Linked DNA regions of Mus musculus: region 2 is linked to region 1. A link is a contact called in public HiCAR-type data. All regions are on one chromosome and are shown on one strand. Each heading gives the region's core, a stretch centred on a gene start, on an enhancer-like site or on the middle of the called end of the contact. The rest is flanking DNA. Distances are from core to core; before and after follow the strand shown.

Evidence for each region. HiCAR-type assays count read pairs that join an accessible place to other places.
Region 2: a contact with region 1 is called in a HiCAR-type map of embryonic stem cells, with 5 times the contacts expected there. The contact joins two enhancer-like sites. A contact is called at or near these places in 1 of 39 promoter capture datasets (frontonasal cranial neural crest), 3 of 115 datasets of contacts at active chromatin or transcription factors (all in embryonic stem cells) and 1 of 9 other capture datasets (adipose tissue).

The regions. Positions count from the first base shown.
Region 1 is chr3:35,718,683-35,723,391 of GRCm38.p6, reverse strand. No RefSeq gene overlaps it. Among named protein-coding and RNA genes, the nearest start is that of Gm25696, 14 kb to the left of the region's middle. Within about 2 kb of position 2,306, at least 134 of the 459 cell types and tissues checked have an H3K27ac peak or open chromatin away from gene starts, as enhancers often do. A contact at or near this core is called in embryonic stem cells, where this site is marked.
Region 2 is chr3:36,093,597-36,098,305 of GRCm38.p6, reverse strand. No RefSeq gene overlaps it. Among named protein-coding and RNA genes, the nearest start is that of Acad9, 30 kb to the right of the region's middle. Within about 2 kb of position 2,710, at least 22 of the 459 cell types and tissues checked have an H3K27ac peak or open chromatin away from gene starts, as enhancers often do. A contact at or near this core is called in embryonic stem cells, where this site is marked.

The DNA.
Region 1 (4,709 bases), core at 1,057-3,556:
ATTTGAACTCAGGGTCTTGCACTTGCTAGGCAAACACTCTACCACTGACCTACAACCCAGCCTGTGTAATTAAATGTCTGATTAACATAGGCAATGCATGATTAGGAGCAGGGTTTTATGAAGATTAATACAATGGCAAATGGAGTGCAGAAAACTATTTCCATGGAAATAGAACAGAAGGAAAAGAAAAGAGAAGAATGTTGGAAAGAGAAAGAGAGCTTGGGAGCAGGGACCAAGGGCCTATGATGTAATCCCAGATGCTCGGGAGGCTCGAGCGGGAAGATCCCCTGAGGTCCAGAGTTTGGGGTCAGTATGGACAGCAAAGCAAACTCTGTGAGTGAGAAAAAGTGCCATTTAATTAACAGTGGATCCGAGGGAGGAGCTTAAGAGGCCACGCCTTTGTTGGGTAGGATGTGATGTACTTTTAAGAGGTGTACCTACTGATGTCTGTGCCACTGTAAACAACCCATAACAGATGCTCATATAAGCAACGCTCATCACATGCAGATGTGTGTGCAAGCACATGTGCGTGCACACACACACAAACACACACACATACACACAAGTTGGGAAGTAGAAAAAGATCGGAAGTATTGGGAGCTCCCTCCCAAGAGAAGGCAATGGGGGTAAATATGAGTAAAATATATAATATGTACTTATAAAATATAATGAAATTTATTATATGAATTTCATAACAACATGTATGCTGTTAATAATAATTATATATATGTTAGTAAAACTTAAAGAAGGTGTTGAGTATTATAACAGGGATGAGAGTTTGAGATGATAACAGGAAAGTCAAATGGAAATATCAGGAGATAGTGAAATGTAGAATAAAAAAGCCCAGTAGGGAATTCAGGATCTAAGTTCTGACGTATAAATGTGTAGCCAAAATGGATCAGAGTGTCAATCAAAGAGTGTGTGTGTTCAGGTGTACAACAGTGAAATGACAGACAGAACAATTTAGAGCAACCAAATAAGGGGAAAACAAAAACAAAAACCAAACCAGGCCTCTGTTAGACATCTAGTCTGAACGCTTAGTGGCTCAGGAGGCCAAGTGATCCGTTTGGAACAGGCCAGTGAGTTAGTACAGCTGTTATAATGTCAAGCAGCTGGAAGACTCAGATGTAGGTGCCATTTTTGTCACAGTGGATGTGGAGAGGAAATGGGTGAGGACCAAGGGGAATGGGTGGAAATTTTGATAAGAAATATCCATTAGAATTGAGAGATAGAGAACCTTTCCAATAGGAGGGCCACCAAGGTAAAGACAGCTGCAACAAAATGGTTGTCTTCTGGTGCACACTGCAGGTCTGCCAGAACTCTGCAAGTGGAAACAGGTTCCCTTTGAAGTGAGGGTGACATAGAGGAAGAAGCTGTGGGTGGAGACCAAGAAGAAGAAGCTGGGTAAAATGTTAATGGAACAGCTTTGCCTAGGCCTTTTGTTTTATTTCTGAGTTTGAAAAGGTAGACAAAGGAGAGAGGTGTGCGTTGGTTCCATAGAATAAGGAAGGAGACAAGGCGGACAGGGTGGAGAATGTAGATGGAGAGCAGGGCAGGACCTTCAGTCCCAGCTTGGCAGAGAATGGGAAAGAGAAAGTGCAGATGTGAGGAGCCTGGAGAGGAGCCAGGGAGCTGGTGACTTTTTTTTTTTCAGCACAGATATGGGGTGCAGGGGTGGGAGTGGGGCCTACTCCATTTACCTGACTCGGGGAATCATATTACTGTTGGACAGCCAGACTGCTTTTTTCCCCATGAGGTGTCACAGGAGATTGCATTGCTGTAAACTGTAAACTGATGTTTGTGCTAGGGAGGTACAAAAGAAAGAAAAAGAGAAGGAAGGAAGGAAGGAAGGAAGGAAAGAAAGAAAGAAAGAAAGAAAGAAAGAAAGAAAGAAAGAAAGAAAGAAAGAAAGGAAGGAAGAAGAGAGAGGCAGGAAGGAAGGAAGAAAGGAAGGAAGAAAGAAAGAAAGGAAGGAAGGAAGGAAGGAAGGAAGGAAGGAAGGAAGGAAGAAAGAAAGAAAGAAAGAAAGAAAGAAAGAAAGAAAGAAAGAAAGAAAGAAAGAAAGGATCCAGTCTGCCTTAGCCACGTAACTCTTACTGAAATGTGTTGAGTACTGATGACAAGGACAACAGAAGGCAGTTCCATCACAGATGACATATATGGCAAAACCAGCGTCACTTATAGAGTCAAAGTACAGACTTAATTGAGGGTGAAGTCAATTTCACAATGTGCTGTGTGATGTGTACTCTTGTCTCAGGAAGCTCCCCCACCCTGGTCAGGGAGAAGTCGCAAGTTCGGTGGGTGTGGTTTACCTCTCTGAGTAACAAATTCAGCTCAACAAGAAGAAAGACCTGTAATGAGTCAGAAGCGCAGTCAGGAGGAAATCTACCCTTAAAGCTCACTACAGACCCAGCTAGCTTTTCAGAAGCAGAACTGGAGAAACCTGTTTTAGAAGCAGCACTGGCCTCCTGATACAGGCTCTTCAGCCTCTCCCTTTCCACAATTTTCCTTTAAGGCAGGTGACTTTTGCCCTGGAAAAACTAGCCACTACCAGTAGTGGTGGGGATGACAGCCCCACCCAAGGTTTCTGCCTTCCCTTTTATCAGTCATTTGCTCTGCAAAGTCCTATAACTCCTCCTTTCCTGGCACTTCCAGTTCCCGGAAGTACTCCTTTTTGGGTCTATAGAAAGAATTTTTAAAAAGGGTGGAGTCAGGACTGGGTGGGCTGCTGAGTGATGTAGGGTAGCACTCTCTGATCTAGAACTCCATCGCTAAAGACACTTCTAAAGAGTGCAGGGCCTCGGGAACTGCAGGCATAGAAGCTCATACTTATAAGGGCAATAGAGTATGGGAGAACGTACTTAGAAAGTAGAATTCTGGGGCCATCTCTAATACCATGGACTCATAGTGACACATTTGTGTGAGAGTCTATGACTATAACACGAAATTACCTATGATCACAGGGTCTTAACAAACTCGGAATTGCTTTTTGGGAAGGGCCAGTACTCCCTCTGGGGTATTTGAAACTGGAGACTTTGTAGTTGCTGAATCTGCTGGAGTGCTCCAGACATTTAGAAGGTGTGGGGCATTTAAGTAACAATACTGCAGAAAAAGAGCTACAGACACAGGGCTGGTACTAGTTGGTTACCATAGATCTAGTAGAACAGAATATTCCCTTCAAGCCTACTAGACCCTATGTTGTTGGCTTTTTTTTTTTTTAAACTTGATGGATCACATTATTTGAAAATACCATTGAATATAGTTGGGCTTAGTATGTGCGAGTAAGACAGGGTCTCAATAAGTTGAGGCCAGCTCAAAGTGGCCTCACACTGACTGTGTAGCTGACCTTGAACTTCTGACTCTCCTGCAGCAATTACAAGCATACACCACGTTGCTCAGTCACACGTGGTTCTGAAGATTAGACTCAGGACTTCCTGCACTCTACGCAAGCTCTTTGCCGACTGAACTACAACCCTAGCCTCAAGTTGTTTACGTCTTTACTAATTGTTTCAGTGCTGTTTTCCAATATGAGAAGCAAGATAAACACCAAGGGGTGGACCCAGAAGTTCTTCTCCTCTCCCTCTGTTCCCCGAGACCCAATCCCAAACCCTGCAACAGTTCACTAGCTGAAGCTCCCTTCCTCCTTCCCCCATTTCCTGTAGATTCCACTGACCACTCCCTCCTAACCCCCACCCCCAAACCTCATCTTAGTATCCCAGCCTCCAACACCGGTGTGCATTCCCTGTGAACATACAAGCAGAGCAGGTCAGGAAAACAGGCAACATGCAGCCATCACACTCCCTGAAAATCCAAAGAGGAAACAGAAACCAAGGAACACAATACCCAGACATAAAAGACAAATCCAGAAAACAGCATCTAGACCTATAATCACCAAAAACCCAGATGTTGACACACTAGCATAAGAACACACTCAACAACAGCCAGGGGCATGGCAATAGCCACGTCTCCATTGGCAGTGAATATTCCAACATAACTGAAGCACAGGAAACAAGTTTAAAATCAAATATATGATGATGATGATGATAGAGATCCATAAAGAGAAAATGAATAAATGCCTTTTAAAAATCCTAAAAAATACAAACACTGGGAAGGAATGAGTAAATTCCTTAAAGGAAACCCAAGAAAATACAAACAGGTGAAGGAAACAAATAAAACTGTTCAAGACCTGAAAATGGAAATGAAAGCAATAAAAAAAAAAAACACAAACTAAGGGAATCCTGGAGATATAAAACCTAGGCAAGTGAGCAGGAACTACAGATGCGAGCATCACCAACAGAATGTAAGAAATGGAAGCGAGAATCTCAGGTGTTGAAGACACAGTAGAAGAAACATTTGGCAAAGAAAATGTTAAATCAAAAAAACTCCTGATAAAAACATCTAGGAAATCTGAGACACTATGAAAAGACCAAACCTAAAAATAAGCAGAGGAAAGGAAGAAGAAACCCAGCCTAAAGACCCAAAAAATATTTTCAACAAAAATCATAGAAAAATTTTTTTCCTAACTTCAAGAATGAGATGCCTATAAAGGTACAAGCATTATATAGAATACCAAGTAGATAGGACCAGAAAAAAAAATGTTCCATCACTACATAATAATCAAAACACTAAATTTACAGAAAAAAGAAGTAATATTAAAAGCCTCTAGGGAAAGAAAGCCAAGCAACATACAAAAGCAGATCTATTAGAAT
Region 2 (4,709 bases), core at 1,461-3,960, 370 kb before region 1:
GCTTCAGCACAAATAATTGAATAACATGCTATGGCTCCTGTTTTTGAAATGTTAAAAAATCAAGCTTTCAATTTGTATACTGATAGCTCATGGTTTAGAATTGCTTGAAACTATTCCTCTTTAGATACTGCTAATTCTCAAATTTTGCAATTATTTACGCAAATACAACTTAATGTAAGAGAATGCATTCTTCCTTACTTTATAGGACATTAAAGAGCTCATACTGGATTTCCAGGACCCCTTAGTGAGGGCAATGCCACAGCAGATTTGCATACCAGGCAGATTATAGGCTTTACACAGGAACAATTAGCCAAACAACCTCATTCTTTACATCATCAAAATAGTAATAGCTTGAGACAATATTTTGGTATTTCTAGAGAATGTACACATCACATTGTAAAGACTTGTCCTCGGTATCCTCTATTTATTTATCACATAATAGTGTTAATCCTCGAGGACTCATGCCTAATAAATTCTGACAAATGGATTTTATTCATATTTCTGATTTTGGAAATTTAAAATATGTTCATGTGACTATTGTCACCTTCTCAGGCTTTCTTGTTGTAACTGCTTTAACAGGGAAATCAACTAAAAATGTAATTACTCATTGCCTACATTGTTTCTCTATGCTAGGTGTTCCAAATCAGATTAAAACAGATAATAGAACTGCCTATTGCAGTTAAGTACTTGACAATGTAATATTGCCCATATTACTAGGATTCATTAAAATCCTCAAAGACAAGGTATCATGGAACAGGCTTATGGAACTTTAAAACAATATCTTCATATAATAAAAAGGGAGAATTATATTCCTGTACACCACAAATTTGTTTAAATCATGTACTTTTTATTTTAAAATTTAAAAAATAAAATAAAATAAAATTTGGATGCCAAGGAACTCTCTTCTGAATGTTTATGACACTGTACAACTTGGCATACTTATTCCTAGGTGAAATGGAAGGATCCACTTACTGGCATATGGCATAGTCCCAATCAGGCAGGTATCAATATGGGGAAGAGGGCATGTTTTTGGTTTTTTTTCCTCAGGATGCTGCAGGAGCATGGTAGCTGCCAGAGCAATTGGTGAGACATGCTGGCACTGGGACAATGAATGTTGCTGACCGTGAGCTTGCTGAGTGCCCTGACAATGGTGACAGGGAAACTGTATTAGACATCTGCTCCTGACCCACCTTTGCTTGCCTATATCCCAGATTGGACAAGCTGCTTTGCCTCAAGCTTTTAGACCTTGTGGGACAGAGAACATAGAGACTGTGGAAACTGCCTTCAGAAAAACTAATCAAATAGAGAAGTTGTTATAATGACCATTCTCTTTCCTTTACTGTGACTAGTTATTGAAGAAAAAGACAGTAGGCATTTGAAGGGCTGGTTATGGACATTTGAATATATACAACTGCCTTATATAAAGTTACATTTGCAGTGGATAAAATTGGGATAGGATCTGGATTTAGAACAAAGACAGGATCTCAATTTCAAACAAATGTTAGTGCATGTGTTAAGGCTCCTAATCTTTTATTAACTGATCATGTTAAAATTACTTTTGTTTCTTCTACAGTATTTAATACAAGTTATGTTGATTGTACACTTTCTAATTGTGTTAGTGTATTGAGACCTGACATGTCTGTTATAGTGGTCTATCAGCCAGTTTACATTTTATTGACTGTATGACAGGACCTTAGTATTATGAAAAAAGATTACAGATACTGGAAGAAATGAATCAGGCTTTAATCAGAAGCAAGAGGATAGTAGACTTGATTATTGTTGGTATAGCAGCTTTGATTACATTAATAGCTAGCAACACTGCTTTTGCAATTGCTTTGACACAAGAAGTTAGGACAGCTACTTTTGTTAATCATTTAGCAAAAAAAATGTTCCTAGTGCTCTGAGTATTCAAGAGGATTTAGATAGGCATTTGGAACAATGGACTGATGCTCTTTATACTATTCAAATTATTAGAGCGGAGGTTCAAAGTTTCAGAAGAAGCCATCTCAAGTGTCATGCTAAATATTTGTGTTACTTCTAAAAGTATTTGTGTTACTTCTAAAAGTTACAATGACAGACACTATAATTGGGAGAAATTTTAAAGATATTGTAGGGTATTTGGCATAATACTAACACCTCTCTGGATATTTTAACTTTGCATAATGAGATTACGAACTTAAAGAATGCTGCTCCGATGAGTTTTATTGCTGCAGTTACTGCTAATAAAATTATTCATGACTTAAGGTCAGTATTTCCATCTTGGTCAAGCTTCAAGAATGGCATATATAGCTTGATCATGTTAGCCCTTCTTGTCCTGGAAAAGCTTTTATTCCTGCTATTGTAATAAAACTTGCCTTTAACAACATCAACATGTTGGTGGCCAAAATACTTGGTTTGAAACTAAAACTGGATCCCCAGACAGAGTCATTAATTTAACTGGCTGGCAGTCAAAGACAGGTAAGATTCTGCACAGAGCCTTACCAACCTAAGACAAAAATGCATTGCTTTTGATAATGAATAGAAACCATGACTAAGACAGGTATAAAAGCAGACCGGGAAAAAAATAAACGTGTTTCTGCCTCAGCACTGGCTGGAGTCATGTTATAGTGTTGCCTAATTGTCCTTTCTTTTTTCAATCCTCACTCCCTCCCTTGACACCCTGCTGACTGAGTGAGCTGACTTAGTTATCCACCCCAGTGAGACACTTCATACACTTCCTCCAACAGTGCCACTCCCTGATGACTAAGCATTCAGACACAAGTCTGTGGAGGGCATTCTTATTCAAACCACCACAGCTTTCACATATGTTGGGCTTCCAGGACCAGAACTCTAAAAAACATGGAGACTGAATAGACTAACATTTTCCATTCTCCCCTAACCATCCTGGAGCCAGAGGGAACTTCACCTTTCAATTCAGTGTAGCAGTGCCAGCAATTTATTTTATAAGTATTCTTTTTTTTTTTAACTTTTATTTTCTGAGACAGGTGGGTTGGTCTCAGACTCAGAAAACCACCTGCATCTGCATTCCAGGTGCTGGGATTAAAGGTGTGTGCCAACATACCTGGGGACCATAAATTATGTGTGTGGCTGTGCACATGGGTACAGACGCCTGTAAAGATCAGAGGTATTGTATTCCTTGGAGTGTCAGGTAGTTATTAGCTGCCTGATGTTGAGTGCTGGGAACTGAACTTGGGTCCTCTGCAAGCATATTATGTGCTCTAAGCCACTGAGCTATCTCTCCAGCTCCACTTCCTAATTATAACCCTCCACAGCTTCAAGGATCTATATTATCTGTGGGCCCTAAAGGTATTCCAATGTTTTCCTCCTAGTTACTTTACCTGCTTCAATTGCTTTTTTTTTTCAAAGTGGATCTCATATTTAATTATTATTCTTTCTCTTTTATTTTTAACTATGTGAATATGGGTTATGGGTACATGCATGAGGATATAGATAGGTGTCCAAGGAAGCTAGAGAATACTTTCTGGATGTGGAGTTAGTAGTGAGCCACTTGACAAACATGCTGAGAACTGAATTATGGTCCTCTCCGAAAGCAATACACACTCTTAACCACCGAGCTCTTTTCAGATCCTTAACCTTTATTCTGATCCACTCTGCTCCCCTTCCACTTCTAATCTTAGTAAAATCTGAGCACACACCACTCTATACTTGTTTATTCTCCCACAACTACTGAAATCGAAGGATTACTGGATAGTATGACAATTACATAGTAGTAACATCAAACTGCTGTGGTTGATTCTGCAGTTAAAACTACACAGAGCTTACACAGGGAGCTTATACCAGGCACTTTGAGCTCAGGTCTGAGGTATTATTTTCTAAACTACACAATACTACCACACTAAAGTCTCACTCAAACACGGCAAATACTTCAACTGAAAGGACACATCTAATAAAAAAAAAAAAAAAAAAACGCAAACCAATGAACATGTAGAAATCCCAAAGAATAATATAAGAAATGTGAGACCCAGGTTAATGACTCTGTGATAAGCACAGACAGCGCGAGTCCAGTGCATCTATATCCATAGCAAAAATGGTAAATGCTGAGACCTTCAGGCAGGATCAGGTATGGGGGAAGACAGGAGAGAAGCCCAGTGGGCCAGGAGAATGAATAGAAATATGCAGCAGTATGGGGTAGAGGGCAGGGTTGGGGGGGGGGGGACCTCTAGAAAGTCCCAGACACCAGGGATGTGAGAGGCTCACTGGATCCAATGACGATGACCTTAGCAGAAATGCCCAACAGTGGGGAGATGGAACCTAAAAAGACCACCTCCAGTAGATAGGCATGGCCCCCATTTGAGGCATGGTGCCATCCAACTATCTTCAAAGTTTTTGACCCAGAATTGCTCCTGTCTAATGGAAATGCAGAGACAAAAATGGAGCAGATACCGAAAGAAAGGTCATCCAGAGATGGGCCCAATTTGCAATCTATCCTATGTAAAGGCACCAAACACCAACACTATTACTGCTGTGTTTGCAGATAGGAGCCCAGCATGGCTGTCCTCTGAGAGGCTATACCAGCAGCTAACTGAGACAGATGAAGATACTTACAGCCAACCATTAAAAGATACTTACAGCCAACCAGGGACCCATATGGAAGAGTTAGAAGGACTGAAGGAGCTGAAGGGGACTGCAACCCCCCTAGGAAGAACAACAGTGTCAACTAACCCAGACCACTGGGAGCTCCCAGACTA